3 separate regions of the Mus musculus genome follow, and regions 2 and 3 are each linked to region 1. The links are chromatin contacts, called in public HiChIP or PLAC-seq maps. All regions are on one chromosome and are shown on one strand. Each heading gives the region's core, a stretch centred on a gene start, on an enhancer-like site or on the middle of the called end of the contact. The rest is flanking DNA. Distances are from core to core; before and after follow the strand shown. Region 1 has its middle 14 kb from the start of Apobec3. Region 2 holds the start of Pdgfb (platelet derived growth factor, B polypeptide). Region 3 overlaps Syngr1 (synaptogyrin 1).

Evidence for each region. HiChIP or PLAC-seq counts read pairs in DNA pulled down with a chosen protein or histone mark.
Region 2: an H3K4me3 HiChIP or PLAC-seq map of embryonic stem cells shows a contact between it and region 1, with 22 read pairs. The contact joins the promoter of Pdgfb here to the enhancer-like site in region 1. A contact is called at or near these places in 1 of 39 promoter capture datasets (pre-B cells), 3 of 484 Hi-C or Micro-C datasets (embryonic stem cells, forebrain and muscle stem cells), 4 of 115 datasets of contacts at active chromatin or transcription factors (bone marrow-derived macrophages and embryonic stem cells) and 2 of 9 other capture datasets (adipose tissue and liver).
Region 3: a contact with region 1 is called in an H3K27ac HiChIP or PLAC-seq map of embryonic stem cells, with 6 read pairs. The contact joins two enhancer-like sites. A contact is called at or near these places in 1 of 15 datasets of contacts at CTCF or cohesin (embryonic stem cells), 8 of 115 datasets of contacts at active chromatin or transcription factors (bone marrow-derived macrophages, embryonic basal ganglia, embryonic hindbrain and 4 more) and 3 of 9 other capture datasets (adipose tissue, liver and pancreatic islet).

What each region holds. Positions count from the first base shown.
Region 1 is chr15:79,876,596-79,880,263 of GRCm38.p6, reverse strand. No RefSeq gene overlaps it. Among named protein-coding and RNA genes, the nearest start is that of Apobec3, 14 kb to the left of the region's middle. Within about 2 kb of position 1,398, at least 121 of the 459 cell types and tissues checked have an H3K27ac peak or open chromatin away from gene starts, as enhancers often do. A contact at or near this core is called in adipose tissue, embryonic stem cells and forebrain, where this site is marked.
Region 2 is chr15:80,013,166-80,016,889 of GRCm38.p6, reverse strand. Pdgfb (platelet derived growth factor, B polypeptide) reads left to right here and starts at 1,913. Exons shown (of 7, transcript NM_011057.4): 1 at 1,913-2,954. The coding sequence starts at 2,892.
Region 3 is chr15:80,103,579-80,107,118 of GRCm38.p6, reverse strand. All of the region lies in intron 1 of Syngr1 (synaptogyrin 1), which reads right to left. Among named protein-coding and RNA genes, the nearest start is that of Gm31134, 14 kb to the right of the region's middle. Within about 2 kb of position 1,473, at least 30 of the 459 cell types and tissues checked have an H3K27ac peak or open chromatin away from gene starts, as enhancers often do. A contact at or near this core is called in embryonic stem cells, where this site is marked.

The sequences.
Region 1 (3,668 bases), core at 149-2,648:
AGCATCCACTCTGACTGGGTGGGTGAGAAGATGCTCACGTTTCCTGTGGTAAAACTGGAACCTGTGGCAGCGGCAGAATGAATGAGTCTGACTTTGAAGGTAGACTCGCATGGGTTGCTGATGCCAAGTGTCCCCAAAGGAACAAAAGTCATCTATTCTGTCGTAAATGGAAGTTACATGTAAAGAGAAAAAAAAACAAACAAAAAAAACAAACAAACAAAAAAAAACCAAAACAAAACAAAAAAAACAAGTATGGTGTTGAATGCCTGATAGCCCAGCACTGAGGAGGTGGAGACAGAAGACTCCGAAAAGTTTAAGGTCATCCTTAGGTACATAGTGAGATCCAGTCTAGCCTGGGCTACAAGAGACCCTATCTCAAAACCACGAGATTAAATTAACTTGTTCCTAAAGATGCAAAATGACAGAAGACAAGGACCTCCATCCCTTGGTACCACTGTCCTCTAAGCAAATGCATACTGTCACGTCCTTGCCGAAATGTTTGCAGTTCAGCTGTTAAGATAAGGAGAAAAATGATGTTGGGTACCAGATAGGGCTGTAGAACGTTTCACGGTGTCCCATTGGGAACACACAGAACAGGAAAGGAGTTGGTGCGCACACAAGCAAGCGCACGCAGCCTTGGAGCAAGCAGATGACATTGCTCATGCGCAGTGTGCAGAGCAGCCCTTGGCACTGGTAGGCCTCCAGCGTGAAGAATGTTGCCTGGCTTGCCACCTTGTTTTTCCTGCCAAAGTTATGATAAGAGGCTTTTCACTTACAGACGATTTACTTTGTGAGTCACGGGCCAGAAATGGTGCTTTGGGATCTGAGCCAGCAAGGAAGCAGTCCTGAGCTGGGAGGAGGGGCTCTGATCTGGGAACAAAGGCCTGGGTTCCTCCCGTGGCCTTCCGCGCAGAAAAGAGTTAATGGTCACGAGTGATACATCTGGATCTTGATTCTGGTCAAAGAAAGTAATAGCTTAAAAAAACCCGGGGGGATGGGAGGACAGCCATCTCCCCCAGTCTAAAGTTGAACGCGTTCTTCAGCATGCTCTAGAAAAGCAGGTAGGGGCAGGTCAGTGTGCATTCACTCAGGGGTGACAGAACCCAATTCCAAGGGGATCAAATGATAAATGGACCGAAGGAGACCTCTGGCTCCTGCAAGCTGCAGGTGCCTTGGCTCCGGCTCCTCTTTCTACTTGTCTCTTTTCAGACCAGTTTCTTGCAGTAGGAAACCGGTGGAAACAGCAGAGATGACAAGCCCTCTTCACCATCCTGAAGAAGGAAGAGGAACTTTGTGGGGGGGGGACCCCACCCCAAATTCCTGGGGGTGGGGTGGGGTAGGGGGAACGAATTTGAGATTGATTGGACCAGCAAAAGTCATGTGCTCACTTGTGACCCAATCACAGCGTAGCTGAGAGTGGCGGTCTCTAGTATCTGGGAGGAAGGAAGGCCTCCTGGGTATGAAGCAATTATTAATGTTTAAAATGATATTTTAGGGCTTGGAAAGATGGAGCCACTGGTTAAGAGCTCATACTACATTTGCAGAAGACCTGAATTCAGTTCCCAGCATCCACAGCAATTAGCTCACAGCAATTAAGCCCACCAGGCAGAAGTAAAAGACCACCAACTCGGCTAGCCCATGGTGGTGCAGGCCTTTAATCCCAGTGAGAGGCAGAGGCTGGCAGATCTCTGTGAGTTCAAGGCCAACTTGATCTACAGAGTTGATTTCCAGTTCAGCCAAAGCGACACAGAGAAACACTGTCTCAAACTAACAAAACAAAAGACCAGCCATTCAAATGGCCAAATTGGAGCAAAAAAAAGAAAATAAAGAAAAAGAAAAAAAAATTTAAATTGTGAACAGCAGCACAGAGCTGGTCCAGCAACCGTCTGCCCTAGTGCAAGTTTTAGAGGTCGTCCCTAGATGGGGAAGATGAGGGTTTTATAGCTTAGGAGACCGGGCTTTCCGAACAGGGGCTTTGGCAGACAAAGAAGCAGGGTTACAGAAGCAGAACAAGTTGGTCATGAGGAGCTCCTGAAAGAAAGGCATGGCTGCCATTTCTTGAACAGGAAGTACAGAAATGTGTAGCTGAGGTTCTACACGGGGCATAGCTTAATCCTTGAAAGAGGTTCATCATAAACAGGAATGAACCTAGTTCAACCTTGCTATAAGATGGCACTCAAGCTTAAGATGGAGGCAGGTTAGTTCATCAACAACCACCTATAACCAACTCCAGTTCCAAGGGAACTGGTGCCCTTTTCTGACTCTGGACACCTATACACATGTGCAAATACCATCCCCTCACATATACACATAATTGTTGTTGGGTTTTTGTTTTTGTTTGCTTTGGTTTTTACTTTTTTTTTCTCCTCCCCTTCTTCCTCCTCTTTTTTCTTTGGAGAGTCTTTGTGTAGCCCGGGGCTAGACTTGACCTGAGTCACCATATTACAGATATGTGTCACCATACCCAATGAATTTCATCTTTGGTTTTGGGACATGCAGGATCTCACTGTACAGCTCTGGTGACCTGTAACTTGCTATGTAGATCAGGCAGGTGCTGCAATGAATGGTGTACACCCGTATATCTGGCCCCTCATCTTTTAATTTAGAATCATTTCTGAAATCCTCCTTTTTTGGGGGGAGGCTGTTTCATGTAGCTCAGGCTAGCCTTGAACTTGGTACATAGCTGAGGATATCTTTGAAAATTTGATCTTCCTGCCTCCATTTCCCAAGACACCTCCATGCCTGGTTTAATTCTCTCTTTGAAAGACAAGGTTTCTCTGTATAGCCCTGGCTATCTTGGAACTCACTCTGTAGACCTGGCTGGCTTTGAACTCAGAGATCTGCCTGCCTCTGCCTCCGAAGTCCTAGGATTAGAGGCCTATGAGGCTACCTCCTAGCTTAATTCTACTCTTTTAAGAAAACTACAGGGGTTGGAGAAATGGCTCAGGGGTTAAGAGTACTGACTGCTTCTCCAGAGGTCCTGAGCTCAAGTCCCAGCAACCACATGGTAGTTCACAACCATCTGTAATGGGATCTGATGCCCTCTTCTGGTATGACTGAAGACAGCTACGATATACTCATATAAAATAAACAATTAAAACTACAAATGGATGATCTGTGTGTGAATGAATGGTGAAGATTTGTGTTGAGGGAAACCTTCAAGGACCTCATAACAACCATCCCTTGAACACACACAGTTTTTCAAATTAATATCTACTGATCTGTCTTTCATTTCCAGAAGGCAGTGCTCAGCAAGCATCCAGATGTGAGGGCCAACTCTCCAGGTGTTAGTGCTTCCCCACCTGCTACATCCACTCCAGTAGTGACACACATGACAGGCCAAAAGCCTGGATGCAGTCCTGAGACAAAGAGTTTCACGGAAACTTAGTATCCTGGAACTGTGGCATCCCATAGCACGTATGCTCCAATTTTGTCCTTGGGAATGGATCTGTGTGCTTCCTTTCAGTATTGTTTTGTTATAGGTGCCTCCAAGCAATGACTTGCCAAATACCTAAGCAAAATCGAACTTTGCTTCCTGGCCTTCATCAATGCCCTAGGTAGTCCTTGAGCTGACCCTGGGCTTGGAATTCAGTAAGAATGTTGCCGATTCAGTGACATTCAGAATTGCCTCTAGTATTGTAAGAGAGATAGTGAAAGAAATCAGACAT
Region 2 (3,724 bases), core at 664-3,163, 140 kb before region 1:
TGGTAAGATAAAATAACAACATATCTTATAGAAGCTCTGCAGGGACGCAGGGTCAGCTCATTGGTGGCTCTACCACTGTACTTACAGATAAGGACATCGGGCAAGAGCAAGGCCAAGTTCACCCAGCTGTCTGGAGGAAGTACTTTTAAATATCTAAGTCTTCTGACACGGGGGTCAAGTGTGTTGAATTATTTCCACCCAAACAGGGCTATCTGTCATCTTGTCTCAACATATCTGTCTGTCCTGGATGATGGTCCTAGGGAGGAGTCTCTTTTGTATGCTTCCTGCCACTCTGTGAGGAGGGCAAACCCCTTTCACTGCATCAAGGTACTGCACGTATCAGTTTAAAACCAAGTTCATGTATATGTGTGTGGTGTGTGTGCATGCCTGCGCGTGTGTTCAGGTGACTGGAAAACCTCCAGTGTCACCCTTAGAAACACTGTCAATGTCTTTTGAGATAGTGTCTCTCATTGGCCTGAAGCTCACAGATTGGTCTAGACTGTCTGGGCGGGCGGCAAGTGCTAGTCTCTACCTTCCCGATGCCTGTTTAGATGAGTTCTGGGACTGGACTCAGCTCCTCTTCTAAGCATTTTACCAAATGGGGGTCTCCCCAGACCCCCAACCCAACCTATGGAGCCCACTGTCACAGAGATGGCAAACATTGCCAGCCCCCTCTCATTTTCCCACGATCCTCTGCAATTCTTCTTCTCCTCCGGTTATGTCTCCGAGTTACAGAAGAGGAAATCAAGGTACCATTGGTGAGCTTAACCTACCTTAGAGGTCACCTGCTCCAGGCTACCTCCCAGCCACTCTGCTAGCTAGTCATTTGGAAAAATGGGGTACCTGGAGCCACGTGTAAAGAGGCCCGAGAGGTTCTTCCTTATCAGTACCACCTCATCCAGGGCCATGAGAGGCAACAGCACCATTCAGTGGATATGGGGATACAGACCAAGTGGAGATGACAGGCAGCAGAAGTGGATGAGGGCAAGGTGCCCTAAAGGCAGGAGGCATTGCAGTGAGCCTGCCGGTCTTGTGGTGGGTGCTGGGCTGGCAAGCGTGCTTGCGTGTGACTGTGTCACTGTGACAGTGTGACTGCTGAAGGCAGGGACACAGCAGTTCCCTGAGCTGGGGGTGGAAGGTGTTAACTGTGAGAGTGCTGGTGTGGGTGGGTAGCCTCTGGGCCTGGAACTGGGTGGGGGGCAGAGAGGGGTAGTAAACACCCTGGTGACTTGAAGGCAGCATCTTGGTGGCAGTCCTTGGGAGGATGGTGCAGGGCTGGGGGTGGGGTGGGTTGAGTGACTTTGCAGTTCAACAGACTCAAATTCAGCTTATGCTGGCATGGCAGCGCATGCTGTGTGCCAGGCGACAAGCAAGGAGAGGCAGACCCAGTTTGTAGCTGAAGGGTTCCCGCTGGCTGTGGGTTTAGAGCTTCAACCTTGGGGCTGGTGTGTGGCTGGATGTTTTCTGATCATTCTGACATTTAATCCACACACTTTGTCCCCCACTTAGAGAATGTAGGGTGAATCACAGAAGGAAAGTGACGTGCCCAAGGTGACCCAGCTATTTAATTAGACTCAATGGAATCTAAGCTGCCAGGTTGCAGATGTCTGGTTCTGGGGTTCAGGGGCCACACTCCTGGCCTTGGTCCTGGCCCTGCAGACAGGCCCCTAAACACTGTGCTAATGGGTGGGGCCGCAGTTCACCTTCAGTTCCTGCCAAGAGGCTAGATTCACAGTCACAGGGGCTGCGTAGTTCTCAGAGACCCCTCAAGCAGCAGTCTTTGCCTGAGGACCTCCCTTGGTTCCTGCCCCCTCCCGGCGCTGACTCCGGGCCAGGAGAGGAAAGGCTGTCTCCACCCACCTCTTGCACTCTCCCTTCTCCTTTATAAAGGCCGGAACAGCTGAAGGGTGGCAACTTCTCCTGCAGCCGGGAGCAGCCTGCCTGCCTCCCCCGCTGCCTCCCTGAGGGCTTCCCTCCGGCCGCCAGCGCCCATCTTTCTCCAGAGAGATATTTTGCGCACACACACATACACACACGCGCAAAAGGGAAAGGAGGAAAAAAAAAAAAAGCCCACCCTCTAGCTTCGTTGCAACGAGAAAGCCGGAGCAGCCGCAGCTCGAAACCCGCAGAGGAAGCCCAGAGTGGCGAGCGAGTGGGTAGATAGACAGACTGACCCGAGCCGCGTCCACCTGTCGGCCCGGACCAGCCCAGCGCGCAGTGGGCGCGCCGCGCTCTCGGAGCAGCCGTGCCCGCCGCTTGGGCCCTGCGCCAGGGCGCACACGCTCCCGCCCCGCCACCCGGCCCGGGCGGGAGTTTGCACCTCTCCCTGCCCGGGTGTTCGGGCCGCCGCTGCAAAGCCAACTTTGGAAAAAGTTTTTTTTTGGAGACTTGGGCTTGGAGGTCCCCAGCTCTGCGCTTTCTGATCTGGGGGTCCGTTCCAGAAAATGTTGCAAAAAAGCTAAGCCAGCAGGCAGAGGAACACGCCTTTAGCGGGCGAGTGAAGACGAACCATCGGCTGCCGTGTTCCTTTTCCTCTCTGAGGTTGGAGTCCCCTGCGCGCCCCCACACGGCTAGACGCCTTGGCTGGTTCGCGACGCAGCCCCCAGACTGTGGATGCTCGCGTGGGCTCGGGATCCGCCCAGGTAGCGGCTTTGGACCCCGGTCCCTTGTCCAGGTCCTCCCCAGCCCCCCAGCGACGGAGCCGGGGCCGGGGGCGGCGGCGCCCGGGGGCCATGCGGGTGAGCCGCGGCGGCGGCTGCAGCGGCCTGATCGCCTGATCGCGGGGGACCCGAGCGGAGCCCACCCTCCTCCCCAGCCCCCAACCCTGGCCGCGGGGGCGGCGCGCTCCGTCTACGCGTCCGGGGCCCCGCGGGGCCGGGCCCGGAGTCGGCATGAATCGCTGCTGGGCGCTCTTCCTTCCTCTCTGCTGCTACCTGCGTCTGGTCAGCGCCGAGGTGAGTTGCGACGGCGGCTAGGGCTGGATCCTTCCCTGGTTGTCCCAGCCCCCACGCCTGGCCGCCCCCTCCTCTCCCTGCAGTGAACTTTGGAGCCTTGCAGCGCGTGAGTCAGGCGCCGGGCACTGGGTGGCCCCAAGGGCTGGGAGGCCAGGTCCGGGGTGCTGGGCTCCTGGGGAGGAGGCAGCGGTGGGTTTCTTTCCAGTGGACCAATCTAGATCCCTAAAGCTTTTAGTGTCCTAGAAGGTGTGTGCTGCCCTGCCCCCTGCCTCAGGAGCTAGAGATCTTAAGCTTCCCGGTTAAGGGGAAAAGGTGAGGTGATATCTAGGGTGTCTAAGGCATCGAGACCTCCTGTGTCCTCCTCAGAACCAGCCTGGGCTTTGGTTCTGCCCAGGACCCGGCCTGCCCTAGAAGTATGTGCCTTCGAACTCAGGATATCCAGAGATCTTTGGCAAGGGTTTTGGTCCCACCCTAGCTTCTGCACTGGTCTAGAGTGGGCACCTTGGGGTCATGCTGGACGATCCAAAAGCACCTTGTATCTTGGCGCAAGGGGTCCAGAGAAAGAGAGACGGAGACACTAGAGAGACAGGCAGACAGACAGACGGTAGGTTCAGACGCTTGGAGTAGAGACAGGACTGGAGGTGGGGCGCGCGCGCGGGGGGGGGGGTGTTGGTCTGAAGGAATCTAGCCCCCGGGGCGGTGTGTGTCTGAGGCCCAGCAGTACCTGCGCCGGCACCCTACGAGAGGAAGCACTTCTCTTCCCCGCAAGC
Region 3 (3,540 bases), core at 224-2,723, 230 kb before region 1:
AGTGACAGCTGTTTTAAGGCCATAATTTAGGGACAATTTATTATGCCGTGATAGGTAACTAATATATAGCCGGTGTTAATGAATGTGCCTGAAGCTGCACAACTGGTAAGTGACAGAAATGGGGTCCAAACCCAGGGCACCTACCTGTCACCGTCATGCTTCCTTCCTGGATGGGGAAAGGTCAGATCTCGGAGAGACTGAAAAAGGCTTATGTGGCCTGAGGTGAGCTGGAAGCGGAAGCTGGGACAATTGCTGTTGCCCATTCCCACTCGCTGTTGCTTTGCATCTGTGTGTGTACGAATGTGTGCATGTGCACCTGTGTGTGTGCACACATGTATGTGTACCCATGTATGTGTGTGTGCACACATGTATGTATGTATAGGCCAGAAATCAATGTCAGGTCTTCCTCTGGTCCTCTCTGCCTTACTCTTAGAGAGAGGACCTCTCACTAAACTTGGAGCTCAGAGGTTCAGTTAGACTGTCTGGCTGGTGAGCTCCAGAGATCCTCCTGCCTCCCTCCACACTATTGCTACAAACTCAAGCCACCGTGCCCAACTCTCAGGTGAATAGTGGGGACTGAACTCAGGTCCTCATGCCTGCAGAGCAAAAACCTACCAACTGAGACGTCTCCTCAGCAACAACTTTCCACTTATTTAAAACTGTATTTTAGCCGGGCGTGGTGGCGCACGCCTTTAATCCCAGCACTCGGGAGGCAGAGACAGATGGATTTCTGAGTTCTAGGCTAGACTGGTCTACAAAGTGAGTTCCAGGACAGCCAGGGAGAGAAACCTTGTCTCGAAAAACCACACACACACAAAAAAAACCCAACAATAACTGTATTTTATGTGCAGTGATAATCTGTCTGTGCACCACAGTGTGCAGAACCCATAGAGGCCAGAAGAGGGCGTCAGATCGCCCTGTGAGTCACCATGTGGGTGCTGAGAGTGGAAGCTTTGCCCTCTGAAAGAGCATTTAGTGCTTTTAACTGATGCCCCCCCCCCTCCTTGTATCTTTCTATAAAGAACTGTCACTTCAGTATCAGCCTGGCATGCTCACAGCTGACACCCAGAGGATTAAAGAAACCGAGATACAGACAATGAGGGAAATCCAAGAACCATTCACACTGTTTTCTTGTCTTCTTATGTGTCACATGACAGTGGTCCGATTTAGCTATGGCCTCATGACTGCCTCGTGACATCCCCGAGGCCTCAGGGCCTGTGATGTTTGAATTTCTATTAAGTGCCTGCACTTTACACGATGCTGAAAGGTGCAGAGCGAAGCAACAGAAGGAAGACAGGCACAGGCACTTGGGGGAATTATGCAAGCTTTTCCTGAGGAAAAATGAGAGCGAGCTTGAGGCCACAGGTTCCGGACACTGAAGGAAGATTAAGCAAAGCCCACAGCCCTTTACAAGGTGGATCCTGACCCAGCCATTAAGGGAAGAACTGAAATATGCAATGAAACTAGACACAAGGGCTGGGGTGTGGGAACGGGGGAGGGGCAAGGGAGGGCAGAGGCAGAGATGTGCTAAGCACACAAGACATTCTGAGTTCCTGAGTCTTATCTCTGGTGCCCAACCTAGACACAAGGTCACATATTTTGTGTTTTGTTTTGTTTTTCTTTCTCCTTTCCTCCTTTCCTTCTGACAGGTCTCACTCACTATGTAGAAGCAGACTGGCCTTGAACTTTGAGACCCACTTGTCTCTGCCTCGAGTGCCGATTAAAGGCTTGTGCCACCATGCCACATACTTGATGTGATTTCTTCTACCGGCTGCTTTTACCACAGGCAAAACAGCGGCAGAGCAGAGCAGAAAGCAGGGGATGAGGGGGGTCGCCTGATGGGCAGAGAAGGAGATCTTTGGAAATGTGAGGCCAGCCCAGTCTAGACAGCAAGCTCCAAAATACTTAGGCCTACATAGTGAGATCCTATCTTGATTTAGGAAGAAAGGAGGGAAGGGCGAGAGGGAGGGAGGGAGGGAGAGAGGGAGGAAGGAAGGAAGGGGCTAGGTTTTTGGTGAGCCACAGGATACCACAGACCTGTCCATACAGGATATTCGGGCTCACTGGCTCTACATCTGGCTCATGAAACCCAGCAGGTGATTTAGAATGGCTCACTGACAGAAAAGGCAAACTGAGACTCACAAGGTAACCAGCCTCCAGTGGAGGGCCTGAAGTAAGGGACCAGGGGACCAGGTGGTGAGAGAGAGAGAGAGAGAGAGGCCAGCAGGTAGCCTTGCTGTACCTTGTAACATCAATATGATGGCTAAGCAACACTGAGTTCAGGCTGGTGCTCAGGGGAACAGGAGGGGAGTGGCCTATGATAGGGTTTCAAAGACTATGTCAGGGGCTCCAGGGCTACCCACACCCCAGGCAGGCAGGGCAGGCGCTGAGGGGCAGCAGCCTAGACCAAGTGCTACCTGGTCTCTGCACACTGCCATCTGCGTCTGGCAGCTACAAAGACCCAAGGCGTCTAGCAGCAAATGGCCAGGTCCTGTACGTCACCTGATGCCACCAAATCAGCAGAATGGAAGCCTTTTGACTAGATAGATTTCAGAAAAACCTGCTATGGGCTGGAGAGATGGCTCAGTGGTTAAGAGCACTGACTGCTCTTCCAAAGGTCCTGAGTTCAAATCCCAGCAACCACATGGTGGCTCACAACCATCCTTAATGAGATCTGACGCCCTCTTCTGGGGTGTCTGAAGACAGCTACAGTGTACTTACATATAATAATAAATAAATCTTAAAAAAAAAAAAAAGGAAAAGCCTGCTACAGTCAAATCTGAGGTTTGTTGTGTACTGGACAATGAACGTTCTAGAAAAAGTATCTTCTGGTGAGATGGCTCGGGGGATAAAAGCGCTTGCAGCACAAGCTTGGCGACCTGAGTTCGACTCTCAGGACCCACATAAACATCGAAGGAGAGAAACAGCTCCGCAAAATTGTCTTTGACTTCCACCTGTGCACGGTGGCACACTCGTGCGCATGCTCGCACACACACACAGGGGATGTAGTTCATTGGTAGGTCAGGTGCTAACCATCCTGGTACCTCAAAACAAAACAATACCAGCTTCTCCACATGAGGTTTGCGCCCCAGAGCAGGGCATGCCTCACAGGAATAAGAGAAAGTTCCTTTCAGATAGCTTCCCTTCCCTGGAGGCTACAGGGAAGAAGGAGCCAAGCCAGAGTACTCTTGAGCAACGCTGCCTAGGAGGTGCCTAGGAGGTGCCTAGGAGGTGCCTAGGAGGTGCTTCCTGTGGCCAGGAAATAGCACTGCAGGTGCTAGCGCAAGAGTGGGCCCCACTTCTCAAAGCAAGGAAAATGGCCTCCAAGGCTGAGAGAAGGAGCCGAGAGGGGAAGCAGGCAGGCGGAAACCTGGGCCTTGGGGAAAGCTGATGAGGAACCATCAAGATTGGGTCTCTAGGGTAAGCCAAACAGGGAGTCCTTGGAGAGGCCAGGAAAAATGTGCTGGAGACATGCGTCCCCAGGAGGGTGAGGCACAAGATCATAACACTCTCAGAAGGACAGAAATGGGAAGCCTGTGG